2 separate regions of the Gossypium hirsutum genome follow, and region 2 is linked to region 1. The links are chromatin contacts, called in public Hi-C maps. All regions are on one chromosome and are shown on one strand. Each heading gives the region's core, a stretch centred on a gene start, on an enhancer-like site or on the middle of the called end of the contact. The rest is flanking DNA. Distances are from core to core; before and after follow the strand shown.

Region 1 (6,810 bases), core at 1,328-3,827:
CACTTAAATCCCTAAATTTCAAAATTTTTACAATTTAGTCCCTAATACTCAAAACTTATAATTTATTCTACAATTCAATCATTTTTCATTTCTAACTTAAAAATCTATCAATTTAGTCCCTAATACTCAAATTATTCAACATAGAAAATATTTAATAATTTAATAATTTCTAAAATTTTGACAAAGATCAAGTAGTATTTAATTCTAGGATTCTAAAAACAAAAAAAAAATTACAAGAAAATGGACTCAATTGACTTACCAATTAAACTTTGAACTTTGAAATCCCTAGCTTTTCTCCTTTTCTTTCCTTTTTTCTTTTCTTTCTTTTTCTACTCTGTTTCATTTTTAACTTTGTTTCTTTTTCTATTCTTTTTCTTTTATTTGTTTTGTTTATTTATTTAATTATAATATAATTTAATTTAATTTAATATAATATATTCTTTAGTATTAAGTATACATAAATTATTATATACGTATGTATTTTATTTTTACACTTGTATACACAATCACCGTACACTTGTTAAGTAAGGTTTAATTTCTTATTTAATCTTTCACTTTTTCTCTAATTTTTAATTAAACTTCCACCCTTTATGCAATTTATTCTTTATACCTAATTACTCTTAATTAAAACTAATTCAATTAACCAAAACCTAATTAACTACACAATTAATTTCGTAAATATTTTAAATAATTATTTACGAATCCATTTTACGAAAATGGAGACCCGAAAATACATTTTCCAATACCCGTGACTATTGGGTCATTACAATATTTTTTAAGTTCATTTTTGAGATTGAGTTCTTCTTTAACACATAGATAGTTTAATGGAATTAAACTTATTTTTAGATACCTCAAAGGAATAATTGGTATGGTGTTATTTTATTCAAATGATTCTAAGTCGCAATTAATTGACTATATAGATGTTGGATATTTATCGAATCCACTTATAGATCAATCTCAAATGAGACATTTATTTACATTTGAAGGTACAACTTATCATGGCGTTCAACAAAACAAGTATTAACTTATGCCTCTTTAAATTGTGTAGAAATAATTCTAATGCATGAGACTAATCAATAGTGTTTGGTTAGGGCTATTGATACAACATATTCAGAATTTATGTAATTTACCTCTATAAATTTTAAGGAAAAAAAAAGGGGTCAATTGACTTATTCAAAGCTAATGCAGCATCTATCACTCGATTAAAAGGAGAATATATCAAGAGAGATAGAACAAAACATGTATCGCCAAAATTATTTTTAAGAAGAAATGCGATATAGAAGTTTAACAAATTCATTTTAGTGATAATTTGGATTTATTTACCAAACAACTACAAAATTTGAAAGGTTAGTATATAAAATTGAAATATGCCAACTCAAAAGATGTTAAGTGACGCTGCCAACAAAATTTGAAAGATTAGTATATAAAATTGAAATGTGATGACCTCAAAGATATTAAGTGAAGTTGCCATTAGAAGATATTTAGGACATGTACTATTTTCTTTTAACGAAAGTTTTATCTCATTAAATTTTCTTGATAAAGTTTTTAAAAAGACAACTTATAATAGAAGATTATGACTTTTTTCTTCATTAATAAATTTTAACGAGGCGTATTTTATTTGACAATCATGCAAGGAAGAGTATCTAAACCTATTCATAGGGTTGTAAATGAACCGAGCTTGAACGAACAAACCTCTGTTCATATTCGTTTGTTTATTTTTAAGCTTGTTCGTGTTCAGTTTGTGTCCATTTAGAATTTTAAATTTTTGTTCATGTTCGTTTATTTAAAATATGTGTTTATTTTCGTTTGTTTAGTGTTCACCGAACATGTTCATTTAACTTAATCGTACATGTTCACAAACATTAAACGAACATGCTCATGAACATATAATTGAACATGTTCATGAACAATGTTAATAAATAATAAACAAACAAACAAACAATAAATACATACACACATATACACGAATATGTTCATCAACGCCTTGTTCATTTACAACTCTATATTTTTATAATTAAATATCATCAATAAATAAACGAGTCATAAATAAGTCAATAAATGAGCTTATAAATGAGCTTGTTCGTGAACATAAACGAACCGAACACACCTCTGTTTGTGTTCGTTCGTTTATTAAACGAACATAAAAATTTTGCTAATACTCGTTTATTTATCTTAATAAACAAATATTATACTAATAATTTATGAACAGTTCATCGAACGTTCTGTTCATTTATATTCCTACCTATTTATAGAGTGGATGTGTTTTTAACCTCCAAAAACTAAAAAATAAAAATAAAAATAATGTAAATGACCTTCAACTTCTAAAACATCCATTGAATTTATATAGAGATTTAATAATATTATTTATAATCCATGATGATTGAAGTCCATAAATAGATAATATGCAGAAGCTTAAGAAATTCAGTGAAAACAAGAATTATCTTCACTTTGTCTATTTCCCTTGGTAAATGTTTGTATGCTTTAATTTGTATGGGCCACAGCTGAATATTGTAGAGGTCAAGTTGCAGCTGCAAGGAAGAGCAAGTGGGTGACTTTGGTTATCCAACCAAATCATTCCAGATAATATTGGAATAATGAATGTTGTTGTAATAAAAGAAAATATCTTATCCTTCATGGCCCATCCTGTCCCTCCCCTTCACTTATTGTCCATTCATTTCTTTGTCCACCCAATGTGAGAACCTAGTTTCCTTGCCTTGATATTTTTCATTCTTGATGGAGATTCTTTTATATTTCTAGGTTTCCTTTGTTGTCATAAAATATTTGTACTACAAACATCAAGCCCAAGAGCTCATGAAATGAGTTTAATCCCATCACTTTATCCATAAATAATATATTATTTATTTTGAACCTAAATTGCTACTAAATTTAAATAAATCAACCTAACATCAAACGTTTCAATTGCTCAAGTTACTTCAACAATTTCCTCTTTCAGAGTTAGCAAAGTGCAAAGCAAAGTTGCTATATTAGTTTCACACTTTTTTCTAATATGAATAAAAGTTATATATTTTGGTATTTGAAAGTAATAATATTTAAGTTTTTAGTGTTTTATTTAAGTTTTAAGGTTGATTATAACTTTCATCAAATCAACTCTAAAATCTAAATTAAATAATATTTATTAAACTTATTTAACAAATTAAACCTAAAATTAAACAAATTTATAATTAACACCAAATTTATTATATTAACAAAATTATGAAAAATTCAAACTTAAATTAAACATAAAAAATCAATATTATTACTTTCATACATCAAAATATATTAACTTTTTAAAATAAAATTTAACATAAATATCTAACTCAAATATTAAATAATATATTAACACTTGCTATTATATTTATTTATTTACGAAACCCAAAAGTTTTGGTGTCTGCATGTAATAAATAGATTGGACGAAAGAAGTTTTAGAAGTTGACAGCAAACAAAAGATTAGTTGTTGGAAGTTTGATAACTGGACGTAAGGAAATACGTCAGGTTGAATGTAGAAACAAAAGATGCAACCCTTTCAAGGAAAGGCTTTTTGACTAAAACAATTTAGAAAAAAACAATTGTTTTCCAAATAATATATCAATTTTTTTATTCATCAAAATAATATTTTTTAAGGTAAACTATTAAAATAGTTATTTTTATTGTTTCAGATTACATTTTAATTTTTTATATTTAAAATATTACGTCTTAGTCACTTACATTATTGTATTGTAATATTTTAGTCATTAAGTCGTTAATTGTCATTAATGGTGTAACAGTAAGCTGACGTGGCACGTTAAATCATCATTTCAAATGAAAAATTTAGGTTAAGTTATATAATTGATCCCTATATTTTTTTCTTTTTAGTAATTTAATTTTTTTTATATCTTTTTAACTTTCCTTTTTTTTTCTATATTTTTCATTCTCTTTTGTTTCTCCATCTATTTTTTTTCTTCTCCATTTCTTTTAGCGTAATTTTTTTTTATGTTTTCTCTAAACCCTAAACCCTTCAAAAAAACTCAAAAATGTTACATTTAATCCAACCCAATTTCATAGCATATTAACTGATTAAATGCGACATATTGAGTTCTTAAGTAATAAGTATAGTGAAGAGTTTTTAAGTAATAAGTATAGTGAAGAGTTTATGTCACTTAAAATTATCATGTGTATTTTAAACTAATGTCAGTAAGGTGTTTGTTTTTAAAAAATATTTTTTTTTGTTTAAGATTTAATGTGTTTAGTATTGTTATCAAAAAAATGTCGTTAAATTGTTAATTTTAAATATGATATTATAGAGTAAAAAATTTCATAAGTGATAGAATAATTGACTAAAAAGCAAAATATCCTTATTTTTTAGTGTCTTTATTATTATCACAGTGTGATGTTATTATTATCATTTTGGCATTACAAATATAATAAAATAATTTATGGTAACTTTATGATATATGAAATATTAATTTTAAATACTTTTAAGCAATTAAGTATTTATAAATTTTAATTTAAATATATTTATGATTTATAGTTAATATAAATAAAAAATAAGTTTATTAGTCGACATCGAAACTAGCTTTTGAAAAGCCAAAAACTAGAATTTATAATTCTTTGATTTGGCTTGAGGAGCTAATTTGAAAAGTTGGTTTAGATTGAAAGTTATATATTTAGCCTTGATTTGTACTTAAAAAACTAGTTTAGCTTGAAAATTGCATTTGAGCCACATGTTAGAAAACATGGTGGATTGCAAATTGAATTTTTTTTAAAAAAAATTATGCATCTAGGATCAACATGGATAGTTAAAGAACATTAGAATATTGATAATCTATTATCTAATTATGTTCTGATCCGCTTTGACAAGTTATATAATTTGATTTGCAATGGAATCAAACTTCCCACAAGGAAATATACTCATTTACAAAAACAATCATACTTTTGACTACAGTCCTCGAAATTAGGTGATTCAAAAACTTTTTCGAAGAGGACTCGAGTATTTATGATTTGGATATAAGAATCACCTCAAAAGTTGGTTAGAAAGTCTCGAAAAATCAAGTCAAAGTTATCCTTGTGGAATCTAGCGATTCATCTCATACTTCCCGTAAGGAACTGCACTACTTTATGAAAGCGACCATATCTTGAGCTACAAATTTTAAAATCAAATGATTTTAAAACCATTTTGAAGAGGAATTGAATATCTACAGTTTGGGTACAAGAATCACCTAAAAAATCTTGTCAAAGCATCTTGAAAAGTCCAGTCAAAGTTGACCTTATAAAATCCTACAAGATTGGTTTTGAATTCTCACATAACTTCAATCTTCGCTTTCAACCAATCGAATCTTCTCCACTATTCTCTAACTCACGGATCACACAATGTGTGAGCATCGTTCTAAACACAAACACAAGTACTAAATAAAAAACTTTGTAAAGAAAAATTATTCTTAAACAAACTCTTTTTTTTTGTCGGATAAGTGAATTGATAACTAAGGAATTTCAATTCTCATCAATTCGAGGATTCTCATCAATCTTCTCTTCAACCAATGTGAGATATTTATAAAGATTTTATTATAAGTCTAATTATTTGGAACTACTAATAAAATTAAGAGTCATAAGTTGAGTTTAACGACACCGAGCAATAGACCAAGTCCTAGAAGGACTCTTGTTGTCACCTACATACTTGCTTGGGCAACAAGCAATATTTTCTCATGAGTGTCAAGCTACTTTGACCCTTGTTGGGTTTAAGTCCGACATATTTATTTTGGAATCTTAATTAATTTTTTTGATAAACCAAATTTAATTATCCAATTAAACAATTTATACACACTCTATTTTAATCTCGTTAAAGTCATGATAACTTTCTGTATTAAAATGCATGTGTAACTTTATTTAATTAATTTTAGTCCATTTCAAATAATTAGATAACATAACCCCTTAATTTAACTCCACTTTGGATTTATCATTTAATCCAATTAAATAGATATCCAAAGTAATTAAATTAACCCTAAATCAATCTAATCACTAAACCAAGAAAAAACCAATTACTCTAATGAGTAAATCTAGTGAACCATTTTTCCCTATTCAACAGTTTACGATCCCATACAAGTAGTCATGTTAAACTCAATCTATTAAAGAGTTGTGTTGAGCTAGTGGAGGGACTGATTGGACATATATAATTAGAGCTTAAATAATTTTTAATTAAGTTCTAACTATTCGTCTATCAATCATTAATTATTTACTTATGGAGTCATTCCACTAAAATACCATGACTGAACTCCGTATTATTTACCATTATGAAAAATACAAGTTTCAAGATTTAGTTCAATGACATTGTCATATGTGTGTTACTCTCATAGGATATACATGATCCCTTTAGGTTAAATTTGTTCTCCTAATTCAACCTATTTTATTTCATGGTCACCATTGTATCTTTTACAATGAAAATTAACATTACTTAAAGTAATGATAAAATCATTTGTCCTAGACAAATAACCTCTGGCTGGTTCCATTTTCATAATTAACACAAAGCCAATGAGAGGATATCATTTACTCTTGATTCAAGCTATAAATTCCACCACTGTAAGTGATGTCACGTCATGCACAAGTTATTTACTCAACATACCAACTTTTAGCCTTAATACTATAGGAGCTCAAGTTTTTAATATATCAAAGCATATTAGTTAGACACACTTACTTAAAATTTAGGTAAGTCACACCATGAAGGTTACAAGTGAATAAATTTATAAACGGATCTAGGATTATTTCAACTCAAGTACTGCCCTATTTATTGTCAGTCTAGATAATCACATATCTAGGACTCAATTTTGCTTCGTTCGCCAC
Region 2 (6,810 bases), core at 2,826-5,325, 110 kb before region 1:
ATATTTTTGCATAAATTATGTTATTTATTTGAATTTTTTTTCTTTTTCCTAATATATTGTTTAATATATTATTACAACCCTCAAAATTTTCAATTAAATTATGGTCAACAAAAAGATCGAATCTATTTTCAAGAAAAGGGTGTCAGAAAGCAATAATGATCAATAATTCTTCAACCTTCTATTATTAGTGGAGAAAAATCAAATATCTGATCTTCCCAAGCTCCTAAACGAGATATCAAGTCTTCTCAATCCTAAGCACCTAAATGCGATATCGAATCTTCCCAAGCTCTTGAACAAGGTATCAGGTCTTCTCAATCCCAAGATCCTGAATGAGATATCGAGACTTCCCAAGCTTCTAAATGAGATATCGGGTCTTCTCAAGTTCCTAAATGTCCTCCTAAGGTGCCGAGAGTTAAAACAAAAGCGTTTGATGCTTATTCTTTAGAGCGTGATTCGTGACTTCAAAAATTTATTTGGGATTACCCTTCAAATCAACAAGACGAAATCCATCGAGCTTACATTAAGTTTGGGCCATATCAACTGATCCTCCAAGTGAGGCTCTAACATCTCCTCAATATATTAACAAGAATGGACATCAATTTCTCCCATCTTGGTACAAGTTATTCCTGGATTGGCTCGAGTTTTCACCAAGTAAGAATATCGCATATTGCCTTCTTTGTTTTCTCTTCAACAAGCCATTTGTGCTTCATGGAAATACTTTTACAAGCCAATGATTTTGATCATGTAAGAAGTTCAATTAAGGATCTAAATGTCCTTTTATTACTCATGTAGTTAATGATGCAAATTATTTACATATTTACATAAGAATGCAATAAAAAATTATCTCGATCTTCAAAGTTTGTTGCAAAATATTGAGAGGATTATTAAGAAACAGAATTTTGAACAAGTTGCAAGAAATAGACTACAACTCAAGGTGTCAATAGATGTTGTCAAATGGCTTGTATTTCAAGGTTGTTCTTTTAGGGGATGCAATGAAGCACAATATTCAAGAAATCGAGGTAAATTTCTTGAACTAATAAAACTATTGGCTTTTTATAATGAAGATGTAGGGGTAATTGTCTTAGAAAATGCCCCTCAAAATGCACAGTATGTTAGCCTGACTATTCAAAAGGACATTCTTTCTATTTTGGCAAGTAAAATCCAAGGATTCATTCGAGAAAAGATTGAAGATTCAAATTTTTGTATTATAGTGGATGAAGCTTGTGATGAGTCAAAGAAAGAACAAATGAAAATTGTATTGTGGTTTATTGATAAAGAAGGTTTTATACATGATTTTTTTTTGTTTAGTTCATGTGAAGGACATCACACTGTTAGCTTTGGAGAAGGCAATCCGTGAAATTCTTTTGTGTCATTGCCTTAATGTAGATGATATTCGTGGTCAAGGATATGATGGTGCAAGTAATATACAAGTGTTATTTGCTAAAAAATGTCGATTTGCATACTATGTTCACTACCTCACTCATCGTCTCAAATTAACTCAAGTAGTTGCATCTAAGGAGGTTATTCCTATTTGTCAATTTTTTTTCATACTTAACTGGTATAATCAACTTGGTTGTTTCTTCACGTAAGCGACATGATCAATTAAGAGACATTGAGGCATCTCATATCGCAAATGTAATACCTATAACCGCTTTCGTTGTCAGATTAGGGTTATAAAGTATCACTATACATTTCAGAACATTCAATAACAATAGCATCAAGTTCACTAGAATAATTAACAATATTTTTTTAAAATAATACAAATCAAAGTAAACATACACTTATGGGCCTTAAATCGAGCCTACGAGGCCTTAAAAATAGTTTAAGAACAATCAGTGATCATTTCAAAGCAAATCAGATAGTTCAAGAAAATCTAAAAAATTTTAAAAAGATATGGTTCACACGGCCGTGTGGCCAAGCCGTGTGGTGAAAAGGTACACTCATGCGACTGACCACATGGCAAACCGTGTACCTTTCAAAACAATTCCACACGGTTGTGTCGCAAGCTGTGTGCTAACCCGTGTAACATTCGAAATACCCTCACATGGCCCTGTCGCATGCCATATGTCAGAGAGAGAGAGAGAGTATCCAAGAAGAATTGATACTTTTTTATGTTAAAAAAATCGTTCGGATTTAGAAGTTTCGCCCTCCTTAAAGTAAATCTTGAATCTGGCTCTGATTACTATTATTATTAATCTCACCGGAATCAATCTTAACAAATATCCAAATATAATCTTACCCTCCTCTCCTTATAAAGAAAAAACTAAATAAATAAGGGGAAGCATGCTTTGTAGGAAAAAGAATTGGAATGTGATTCAGTGATAAAAGGGGCAAATTCGTGAAAGAGACCGTGATGCGATAAGTAAAGTCAACGGGGGCATATTGTGATTTAAGTGGAAAATTAGGACCGTGTTTTGTATGAATGAAATGAAAGTCATTTTGGGGTAGATCCATGTATGGAAAAAATATATAATAATGCTTATTTAGAAGAAAATAGTATTCAAGTGGGATGTTTGCAAGCTTTTATTGCTTTTGCTGAATTTTCTCTCCCTAATTCAAAACAACTCTGCTTTTCTATATAAAAACAAAATGTCGTTTGACATTTTAACGAGGAATTAACGGAGAAAAAGCTGGGAAATCTGTGAATAATAAATCAAATATACGCCTGTTTTACTATTTAACATTAATTTTATTCAAATTCAGGACTCTAAAATTCGAATTTGATATCAATGTTTAAAACCTCCACTTTTCCACAATCAATTAATTAAAGATAAATTATTTAACTTAAATAAAATTAATTTATTAGAATGACAATTATTTCAAGTCTTTTAAATTGTATAAATAGGTTAAGGGTATTATGCGTATTTTATAAGGGATATTATTTAGTACACTATCAGTGAAGTTTTTAGACTCCACTAATATATATATATATATATAAGAAGACATATGTAAATCATAAAACATAAGCATAAAATCTTAAAATTATAAGTATAAACATAAAACAATCTTAAATAATATATACTCGATCAACTAAAATTAAAATAGAATAGTGACTAAGCCCCTTGTTGTAGCACCCAAAAGATCCTAATACAAATTTTATTATTATTATACACTCTCTTAAATATGAAAATTAAAATATACTGAGATTTAAATTAAAATAAATTTAAATTGAGTATATATATATGATAAGTTTTTAAAATATATATATATATATATAGTTGGTAATTTAAAATTGATGGTTAAAATAAATTTTGATTTAAAGTGAAGATAAGATGAAGAAATCAATCTAATTACAACTACTTCACCGTCTGGCTTTGATGGTATTTCACCCAACATTGACTCTTCAAACGAAGGATGAAGTTGTCATAAATTCATTATTAGTCCTTGAATTATCAATAGTGATTAACTTAGTAATAAGGAGATGAGCGTAATTAGTTAATTTAGCATAGCATGCAAAGCAGAGTTGAGTAGCAAAACCAGACTTTGCGTCGCAATCTTTACTTCTTAGTGATGCTACTATCTCCAATAACCAGCCTTGTATCTCATCTATTTTTTAAAAGTGATTAATTAATTAAACACAATTGGAAGTTTTTAATAGACGCTTCCAATAATTATTAATGCATTTATGATAAGTTGGATAAGTTTTGTTGTGAAAAATTACAGTTATACATAAATTAATTAAATATCATCAAGATTCCTTAAATATAAAAGAATAAATAAAGTGGGAAAATTTGCAAGGCATGTGAACTGCCAAAGATTAAAAAAGAAGGGGGGTTTTGAAAATCAAAACCAAGTGGGGTTTAGGACGTGGAACAACCCTAAAGCATTTCACTCACGTAATCAAAGTCAATATTTTTTAAGGGGGTTCGGTTTCTCTGACTCACATTCAATAATGCTATATTTTTAGTGGAAAGGCTCGGAAACCGGAGGCTTATGGATTCTGGGTGTGTTCAAGAGGATGCTAGAGAACTTTTTATGAGATCAAATCAAAATTTTTTCCATCCATGTGGCCTAGGTCCCTTTGGATCTTTGATGGGCTCGAAATTTGAACTCAAACACAGCATCAGTTGGTAAGCCAATATTCCCAAAATATCGGGTGGAGTTAAAAGGTCTACTGGACTGGTTTGGAAGTCCAAACCAGGGGTAATTGTTATTTTACCCCTCCAATCCTTCCTTTATTATTTATTTTAACATAATTAAAATTATGTTAAAAGCCCCATTAATTGCTTACCAAAAATACCTATTTCCTCAAATAATTATCTATTTTTGTTTTAAAAAAAAGTGACATATACTACTTACCTCCAATCCAATAATTTGCATACGAATCATCCTAGTGGTGTTAATGCAGAAATTGCGATCTCAGCTATCTTGTCGGTAAAGAAGAATATTTGGTGGATTTAGAAAATTATTTAATTGATTAATCCACCACATAAATGATTTAATACAACCGACTTAGATCACCTTAGTCAAATAGAAACAAAAAACTCTTTTGTCCTCTTCGTTTTATTTCCTTCTAAGTACAAGAAATAAAATCAATTTACTATATATTATATGTTGATTGGTTGGTTGTGATTCACTTCATCTATCCATGTGTCAAATTGAACTCAAATAGAATAGGACTAAAAATCATTATTTTTAGAAAATAATAAATATTTTGTAAGCATGTTTTTGTATTTTTTATATATTATATATATAATAGTGAGATTGACTTTATGGATTTTACCAAAGTCTCGTTTATGTTCAACATGATTTTCTTTATTAATATATTTCAAACACTTACCAAAATTAAACTAACTATTGAATTAAATAAGTGGGTTTGAATCAACTTATTTCCGGCGTGGTACAAACAGAGGAGATTTTGCCTGGAGTGGACCTGGTCTGTTGGGCTTCGACTACGTTTTGATCTTCTTATTGGGCTTAGTGTGTATGGGTCTCGGTGGGTAACAAATTCAACTAAGGCATCCCTTTTACACTATTAAGGTCGGCCCATATGTAAATGGTTTTTTTTATTATATATATATAACTTTTAAAAATATGTTTTTAAATCTATTTAAATGATAACAATGGGAGGATATGAATTTAAATGCGTAATATATTTTAATTTAGAGATTTATGAGTAATTTAATAAATGCATAGGAGAAATAAGTGATAATTATTAATTTCCCATAATTGAACAAGTCAATATACAAAGGTTAAAGGAAATGCAAATAAGGATAAGCCTGAATTAAGCTTTTGGTAAGGCAAAAATCATAATTAAATTATGAAAGAAAATTATATTTAGTTTGCAACTCCAAAACGTCAAATTCAAGTCGCTATTTTTAAGATGTGGAAATCAAACTTACATTTGAAACGTATCCTATATATTTATTATCAATCAATTATGTCAAATTTTAGTGAATTTTAGTTCATCTATTCCAACATATTCATAAAGTTCATCTATTCCAACATTTCATTGATCCAAGCCTTAATACCCTTTCTTCATTGGCCTTCTTTTTCTCTTTACTAATCGCAGATATCTTAGATCGCTCCGAATAGTCACATATCCTATGCGGGCCACAATATAAGCACTTCATTATCTCATTCAGTTTATTGTTCGGCTTCAACATCCCATTATGTGGTTTCCAATTACCATCATTATTATTTTTAACCTATCTTTCTTCATCTCCCCCACCATTGCCCTTCTCCTTGAGCTTGAAAGACTCAAACTTGTCTTTCCTTAATACAAGCTCAATTAAGGACTCCGATACGGTCATGGCTACGATAAGTTCAGTTATACCCTGTTGGCACAACTCATGTTTTGTCTCCATATTCAAACTAGTAAAATGCTTCTTTCTCGCTCAATTTAAAGATTTGAAGCATCAATTCACTAAAGTCTTTGACATAATCTCCAACAGTACCTTGTTGCATAAGCCAACGTAACTTAGCCCGAGCCTCATTCACGGCATATTGGGGGTAAAATTGCTTTTTCAACTCCTCCCAAAGTTCTAATTACAATCCTACCTCATTTCTCATTCATGGACCTATAACACCACCATAAGAGAGCGACATTAGTAAAATAAATTGAAGTGTGTTTACCTTAGTAACATCATCTACAATGCCCATCGCATAGAAGTAATGCTCTATTCCCCATAACAAGTTGTCCACATCCCTTGCGAACCTCATCCCATTAAACTCTTTCAGATTAGGGACATCTATTTTGCATTACTTAAAAGTCGGAACCAACATCTCATTACCCAAAGTAAACTTATAGATAGTAAGCTCCCCCTTGAGCTCCACAATATATTCCTTTAAAACTGTTACAATGGTTTCGAGAGCATTATTCTTCTATGTCTGATCATCCACAATGATATTTAGTGCCGCTTTCATTGCATCCAAATTGGAATTGAGAGCCTTTGTCACATATTCCTTGGAGTTGTTCATTCATTGAGTCTAACTCATCGACGTGTCCCTCAACTACCTCAAGCAATTCCTTCACACCACTATGGATTCCTCAAGATTGACCACTCCACTTTACAAATTTGAAAGCATATCTCTCGATCTGTTAGCTTTTCTACCCTCGGGTCTCCCTGGTCTCAATATGCTTATCTTCTCCTTTCATCATCTCAATCAGCACCTTACTAAACATTGGCTCAAATACCAACTGTAATAGGTTAGAACTTATATCTCCCAAACCGCACGACCTTAGGCAGAAACTTAGCTCAAATCCGCCTAAGTCAACCTAACTATCAAAAGATGAGAATTCAGAACGAAAACCAAAATAAAGTAGAAGCAAATTATTAAGCAAAGAAGCAAAAAAATAAACAAAAAGCC

What was found. Hi-C and Micro-C count contacts between places; a contact is called where the count stands out from the background.
Region 2: a Hi-C map of leaf shows a contact between it and region 1, with 2.0 times the contacts expected there. The contact joins two enhancer-like sites. A contact is called at or near these places in 4 of 34 Hi-C or Micro-C datasets (cotyledon, fibers and leaf).

The regions. Positions count from the first base shown.
Region 1 is chrA06:20,416,363-20,423,172 of Gossypium_hirsutum_v2.1, reverse strand. No RefSeq gene overlaps it. Among protein-coding and RNA genes, the nearest start is that of LOC107951073, 17 kb to the right of the region's middle. Within about 2 kb of position 2,577, at least 2 of the 9 cell types and tissues checked have an H3K27ac peak or open chromatin away from gene starts, as enhancers often do. A contact at or near this core is called in leaf, where this site is marked.
Region 2 is chrA06:20,532,021-20,538,830 of Gossypium_hirsutum_v2.1, reverse strand. No RefSeq gene overlaps it. Among protein-coding and RNA genes, the nearest start is that of LOC121231410, 13 kb to the left of the region's middle. Within about 2 kb of position 4,075, at least 5 of the 9 cell types and tissues checked have an H3K27ac peak or open chromatin away from gene starts, as enhancers often do. A contact at or near this core is called in leaf, where this site is marked.